2 separate regions of the Pan troglodytes genome follow, and region 1 is linked to region 2. Evidence: chromatin contacts called from public Hi-C data. All regions are on one chromosome and are shown on one strand. The core of a region is the stretch at or near the end of the contact, and the rest is flanking DNA. Distances in the headings are between cores, read along the strand shown. Region 1 overlaps ASTN2 (astrotactin 2). Region 2 holds the start of ASTN2 (astrotactin 2).

Region 1 (3,613 bases), core at 845-3,344, 340 kb after region 2:
GAAAACTGAGGCACAGAGAGGAAAAGCAACTTGACTGAGTCACAGTTTTAGTAAACAGCATGGAAAAGAGAATTAAGCTTGTGTCTAACTCCAAAGCCTGAAAGCTTTTAAGTTGTAATTTTTACCTCAAATTATATAGAAGGTCAGTGGCAAAGATGGAGCTAAATATTAGGCTCTCTGACTTCTGGTCACAAAGTCACACTAGAAAAGGGTGTACCCCAGGGTTTCCTGTGTGAAAGGTAGTCTGAATTCCCATTCTCCCTTTAGTGTCTGGACCAGAAAACAAGGGAGACCATGAAATTGCCAAAAAGACAATCAGCCTGTCCCCTCCTCCTCCTCCCCCTCCCCCTCCATCTGCCCACCACTGCCAGACTCTAGTCGATGGGTCCTTGGTTCAGGATTTATGAGCCTTCTTGGTGTCTCTCTTTCTTTCCATCTGAGAGGGCTTGACTCTTCCCTCTCTCAGCTAATTAAAAACCCCAGCCTGGGCCGCCAGCCTTGGATCACAGGCTGCTGGGCAGAGGCGCTGACGCTGTGCTGATAAATCACTCCCTGGGGCTAGGGGAGGCTGGAGCATTTGTCAGAGGGGCTGGGCTCATCCTGGACTCCTTTGGGAGATTTGGGGACTGCTACAAATGGACCATGTCCACCCCTTCTTGCCCCAGAAGGGGCTCCATTAAAAATAGGAGGGCAGGGATCGCCCAAGGATGTTGGGGCAGGAGTGGCCCTAGAGTCATCTTCTGAAAACATTTGTTAGATTGTGTTATTCCCTTAGATACCTTTGGTGTCTCCCTCTTGGCCTACATGATAAATTCTCAACTTCTTAGCCTGACAATGGGTGAGGTGTAGTATAGCATTTAAAAGCATTGCCTCTGGAAATTTACAGACCTCGGTGTAGATAATGACTTCGCTGCTTACTCACCTTGGATATGTTATTTAACCCCTCTGTGTCTCATGGTCTTCACTTAGGAAATGGAAATAAAAACTACATGTTGATAAAATAGACATTCCTATGCATATACATAAATATACACATGCATGCATATACATATGTATGTGTATTTGTATAATATATAGATAGATATGTAGATATTTAGGATTGAAAGAGGTATTGTATACACAGCCCTTAGTATAATTCTTGGCACCCTGCACCATCAAAGCAGCTGCTACTGTGGCCCCTGTAGCTGCAGCCACTTCCACCCCAACTATTGCCACTTCTGCTGTTCTGACAGCGCATCCTGCCTGCTGTTAATATTAGCCAAATCCACCTCTCTAGCCTTTACTTCCATTCCATCTTCTGCTCACACTTCCACAAACACACCCTGCACATCTTCGCCTGCTAGTATCTGCTGGGCTGTTCCATCAGCCTAGAGTATCATGTTGACTCAGCTCTGTCTAATAAAACCTAAATGTCCTAGTAGGTCTGGTTGGGAAAAATGTTACCACCTTTCTGAAGCTTTCCCTGATCCCTCAGACCAAATGTCACTGTGGTGGCATGTTACCTATATCTCTTTTGTCATCAAGCCCTTGTTCCTTTCTTAAAATTGTGGTTAGTCTTGCACGTCTCTATTCCTCCTTCTCCTCCTCCTCCTCTAGAGAACGGGCAACATGGGGCAGTGACTTGCTCAGACCTGTATTGCTAGTGCTTGGAATCATGTTTGACATAGAAAATATGCAATAAATGTTGGCAATTAGAATAAGAATTCCAGATAACCCCATTCCTGTACTATTAAGGTCTTTTTTTTCCTCAATAGAACAGAACGTTGTCTTGCTCATTCATCCTTCTATTCCCGGCAGGTGAGGGCTGGGGATAATAATGGCCATCGCCTGGGCTTGTGTGAATCAAGTGAACTGCTGCCCTTCAGTGATGAGTGACTCCCCCAGACCACAGAGCTAACCAGTTCCATAGACTCGAGTCCATTTTCTCTGACTTTCATTTTATTCTTTCATCCACTAGGGCAGGCTTTGTTCCGTTCTCAGCCTCACCTGGTGAAGTCTAGAAGGATCTCTCCAGTTTGGTATCACTTTTGCCTTCTCTGCTTTGCTGAGGTGTTTGTAACAGAGAAATTCCACTGCCTGCTCCCCCAGGCCCATTGCTGGAGTTACCCAAGAGCACCCCCCAGTGGTTGTCGACATAATTTGTCACTCCTGAGAGGAGGAGTGGTTTGTCCCTTCATTCATTCATCAGTCATGCATTGAGTGTAACAGTATATTTTTCACCCTGCAGTAATTGCTGGAGATACACGATGAATCCAACCTAATTCCTGGCCCTAGGAAATCTACAGTATGTTGGGAGAAAAATGGTAACATTAAAACAGAGATTAGCCATCCATTGTGATAAATAATATAATGGGAGTTTGTGGGGTGTTGTGGGATCCAGAAGAGGGTCTCACAACCCTGCCTGGACTGGAGGGTGGACAGTAGGAAGAGGCGATGGGAAGATTCCCTGAAATAGATGATATTGCAAAGGATTAGGTGGAATGAACCAAGCAATATCCAGGAGTGGAGTGGAGAAGCAGGACAGTCCCTGCAGAAGACACCCCTGGAGGCAGGAAGCTGAGCGGAATGAGTTGTGGGGGAGGTCAGCCAGGCCTGGTCATAGGAAGCCTGGGGACTCATTAAGAGGCCAGGACCTCATGCATACCAGCAAGGGGGGTGCATTAGATATTTTCATCGGAGAGCGACTAACCAGTTATCTAACCCTGCATTTTTATTTCGGCAGTCTTTCTCTCTCTTTCATTTTGTTTGAATTTGTGCTGCACTATATCGTCTTTGACTTCCTCTGTTTTTTACAGATTCTCTGCCCCTGTCTTTTTGTTCTCCATCCCTCCTTTTCTCTTTTGTAGATATCTTCTTGATCTCTCTTCATCTCTATTCCTTCTTCGTCTTGTTTTTCCTCTTTGAAGTCTTAACTCTTTTGCCTTACCTGCAAATCACTCTTTGTCCATACCTCCATGTTTTCTTTTATGTTTGGATACCTAACCCTTTGTATGCTACAGAGCACTGAATTAGAAGTCAAAGTTTTTAGTTCCGCCATTACTTTGCTGACACTTGTTAGAGGAGCCACTTAAATTCTGTATACCTTAGTTTCACCCACTGCTAAATATATAAATAAATAAATAAAGTTGGACTTTGTGTCATGATATTTCACAACTCCAGGAGCCACCATTCCACTCCTTGGATTCCAATTCATAGATCCATGAGATCAGGGCCCCTGGAACTATGCTAGAAAGGGCCCTGACTTAGATGAGTTCTAAACATCTGTTCAAATTGACGATTCCATTGTCTTTCTCCTTCCTCTATCCTTGATTCATTCTTCTTTTCATCTCTTCCTCTCCCCATGTATCCTCTCTCAATTTCTTCTCAGCTCTAACTAGTGCCAGACTGCAAGATGTTCGCATCCAAAGCACTTGCAAATTGACAGAGTGATTTGTAATTGAAAGATGATGGTTTGGGCAGAAGGCATTTGTTTTCATACTCTCAGCATTACGATCCACAGTGTCTGAAACCAGCTGAGACTAGAGAAGTCTGTATTAGATATGAATTTAGAGGCCTCCCAAGGAGCTGGAATACCAAACAAGATAAATTCAAGGATGTGTGCTATTCCAAAGAG
Region 2 (3,516 bases), core at 303-2,802:
TGTAAAAAAGCTAACATACGTACATGTCTAGCATTTGGAGAATGCTTTAAACACATTAAGTTCAAGGTCACAAAACAGCTTTTGCTTTTTTCCTTATTTTCAGTGCTCTGCCTTTATCCAACATTATTAAAAAATATATGATGAGAGAGGAGAAAAGCAATTTATATGAAGGGTTAAAGACAGAAAAGGGGAACGAGACAGAAGAGGGAAGAGCTAAGAGAAAAGTGAATGCATAGAGACAGCACAAAAGGTGCAGATGGGTAAGCTAGACAGAGATGAGAAGTTGCTCACAAATTATAGGAAAGAAGCATTTATAAGATTAAAGTCAAGATGAGAAGGAAGGAAATGAATGGAGAGATGAAACAGAAAACAAAGACAGGGAAGATGAAGAAAAGTAGGGGAGTGGGGAAGGGGGTGCACGGCACTTGACCCATGCAGAGGTGTCCGCTCCCTGGAGGGTCTCAGGTATGTGGGTCAGAGACAGAGTCAGCCCAAGACCAAAGGGTGCTGAATCTGAGGACCTAGCTCAACTTGAGTCTAGAAAGACTGCAGGTGAAGAAATGGTGAGCACTCCCGTTCTCTGGGACTTGGGCAGAGGATCTAAAAGACCCGGGAGCCAAGGACAGACAGAATAGTAGGTCTCTACCTCACACCCTTTTCAGGAATTTCACACAGAGAGCAGAAGCAGCCAAGTAGAGCTGCTCCAAGCTGGGAGCAGGGATCCAAAATAAAAAAGCGTGAGTGGGCTGGCTTGCAGGGCGGCAGCTAGGGGGCCAGAACAGCCCGGCTTCAGTCAGTTGTGGGGTCGGCGTTAGACGGTGGAGTTCGACGCCCCTCTGTCCATTAGCAATTAGTGCTAGCACCAAGGCCTGGATGGAGGGGAGAGGAAGGTTTGCGGGCAGTGGGAGAATGAATGCAGGAGTTGTGGCCAAGTGGGTGGGAAGGGGGCTCTGAGGCTACAGGAAGTTATTTCAGAGACTAGAAAAGGGTAGGAGATTGGAGAAAGGACTTGTTCTTGGGCCTGAGGGGAGACAAAGTTAAGTCTTGGCTATCCAGGGGGCTCCCTATCCCCAAGAAGGCGGGGCCTTGAGCAAGGCTGGGCCAAGGCGCGCCCCCAGGTGCAGCCTCTGGGTTGAGCCGAAGGTGGGGTGAAGCCAGGAGAACTGGGTTGTCAGGGGGGTTTGGGGGGCCCGAGGGGGCCCTAAGTATTAGGAATTTTGGGAGTTTAGGGAGGGGTGTTGTGGCTAAAGAATGCTGTGAGGGCGGGATTGGGGGATCTTGGGAAAGGGGAGGGAGCCACTGGGACTTGCACGAGGGCGGGCGGAGCCTCCGAAACGCTCGGGGTCTGCGGGGGGAGCCGGAGATCGGGGACGGGCGGCTGGGCCCGGGGAGGCGGCGCGGGGGGGCGGTCCAGGGCCGATCGGGAGGCGGAGCCCAGAGCTGGGGGCTGCTGGCGAGCGGCTCTCTCCGCTCCTTAGCTCGGGCGTCCTGGTTCGCTTCGGCGTCCGCCGTCTCCGCAGCTGCCTCCTCTTCCTCCTTCGCCACCGCCGCCGCCGCCCGCAGCACCGCAGCCTCTCCCGCCATGGCCGCCGCCGGCGCCCGGCTCAGCCCCGGCCCCGGCTCGGGGCTCCGGGGGCGGCCGAGGCTCCGCTTCCACCCGGGGCCGCCGCCACTGCTGCCGCTGCTGCTGCTGCTGTTCCTGCTCCTGCTGCCGCCGCCGCCGCTGCTGGCTGGCGCCACCGCCGCTGCCTCGCGGGAGCCCGACAGCCCGTGCCGGCTGAAGACCGTCACGGTGTCCACACTGCCCGCCCTGCGGGAGAGCGACATCGGCTGGAGCGGCGCCCGCGCCGGGGCCGGGGCTGGAACCGGGGCCGGAGCCGCCGCCGCCGCGTCCCCGGGCTCTCCTGGCTCTGCCGGCACCGCCGCCGAGTCGCGCCTCTTGCTCTTTGTGCGTAACGAGCTGCCGGGGCGCATCGCGGTGCAGGACGACCTGGACAACACCGAGCTGCCCTTCTTCACCCTGGGTAAGGCTGGGCGCCGGCACGCGCTAGATCCCAAGGAACCCCGAGCCCCTGCGTCATGCCGGACGGGTGGGGGCGCCCTGGGGATCCCCGCCCGGGGCTGCCCCGAGTGGGGTTGGCAGAGGGTAGAGGAGGGGCCCAGAGGTCGCACAGGTGGTTGGAAACGAGCATGTGGGAGGAGGTCCTGGAGAGCGCGCGGCGGGAGCCTGGGGGCGTGCCAACCCTCCCGCAGTGGGAACCTGCGCCTCTGCCTCTCAGTCCCGACCTGGAGCTCTGCTTGATCCATCCCGGAAGCCGGAGACCCCATTCACTGAAGGTGCTCTGGCTAGGGGCCGGAGCATCCCAGATCCTAAGCCAGTTTCAGGTCGAGCCGCCCACTTCTCCGGGTACCGTCACTGGCCACCCGCCGTCACCGCCCCCTCGCTCTCGCCTCGGAGTTGCGGGTTCTGCCCTTCCAGATGGATTTTCATGAGAGTAGGAATGGAGTAGTTCCGTGTGGAATCGCTCAACCCGCAAAAGCGTGGCTTCCGCATGGGCTGAGTGGCCTTGGCCAAGTCGCTTCCCTTCTCTGAGCCTCAGTTTTGGCCATCTGTGAAATGGGGCTGGAGAGACTTGAGTGGTTGCTGAGAACTGGGATTCCGACTCCGAGGTCTCCACGTTTAGAGCCTCCCTCTACCCCCGTTACCGCCTTCCCTTTCTACCCACCTCCCGGCAGAGAGCCGGTTTGTCCTTGCAGCTCACTCCCTGGGCTAATAATAATTACTTAAAGGCAAGAAAAAGGAGAGGAGAGGAGATGGGTGTGGGTGGGGGGCTCCAACGGAAAAGTTAATCAGAAAAGTTCGCCAGCAGCTTGCTGCCTGCTGGTTCCCTGCGCGAATCCCGGAGGAGTCGGCCCTTCAGTGGAGCTGTGGGAAGCGCAGCTGATTTCCCACCCGGGTAATTGATAGCTTAATTATCTCGGAGAGCGTTTACAAAAATGTTGTTCCCCTTAGCTCTCCCGCGCTCGCTGCTTGCTCGCTCTCCCCTCCCCTCTTGGGGGCGCGGGGCCTTATTGGTTGTCGGAGTCTGGCCAACAACAGCGCCCGTGAGGCGCCAGGGGCTCGCCCAGACCCGGAGCTCTTCTTCCCCGGGTCTTTTCTTCGGCGGGATCCGCCTCGGGCACCGCAGGTGAGGGGCCTTCCAGGTGAGAACCTTTACGATCCCTGAACTTCCGAGGTTAACTCCTTGCTCGCCTGAAAAGACCCACAGAATAATCAGCGGACTACGCTCCACTCTCCTGGTAGCCCTGATATTGTTAAAAGTATTTTTGTGACCCACTGCCCATGCTTTCATGCTACCACCTCTGGGGATTTGAGCGAGTGCCAGTGGTTCTCCCGCTCTGAGCTTGAACCTCGGGGGTCGAGCCCCTGTGCCCACCCTCGCAGGCTGTAACCTGAGCGTGCCGAGCGTTCCGGGAGGAGAGGCAGCGGAGCGTCCTGCAGGTTCCCCGGGGACT

Evidence for each region. Hi-C and Micro-C count contacts between places; a contact is called where the count stands out from the background.
Region 1: a Hi-C map of induced pluripotent stem cells shows a contact between it and region 2, with 3 times the contacts expected there. The contact joins the enhancer-like site here to the promoter of ASTN2 in region 2. A contact is called at or near these places in 3 of 7 Hi-C or Micro-C datasets (induced pluripotent stem cells and stem cell-derived neural progenitor cells) and 1 of 1 datasets of contacts at active chromatin or transcription factors (stem cell-derived excitatory neurons).

What each region holds. Positions count from the first base shown.
Region 1 is chr11:21,371,602-21,375,214 of NHGRI_mPanTro3-v2.0_pri, forward strand. The region is part of intron 5 of ASTN2 (astrotactin 2); the gene reads left to right. Among named protein-coding and RNA genes, the nearest start is that of ASTN2, 340 kb to the left of the region's middle. Within about 2 kb of position 2,095, at least 3 of the 24 cell types and tissues checked have an H3K27ac peak or open chromatin away from gene starts, as enhancers often do. A contact at or near this core is called in induced pluripotent stem cells, where this site is marked.
Region 2 is chr11:21,030,609-21,034,124 of NHGRI_mPanTro3-v2.0_pri, forward strand. ASTN2 (astrotactin 2) reads left to right here and starts at 1,553. Exons shown (of 23, transcript XM_009457169.4): 1 at 1,553-2,024. The coding sequence starts at 1,583.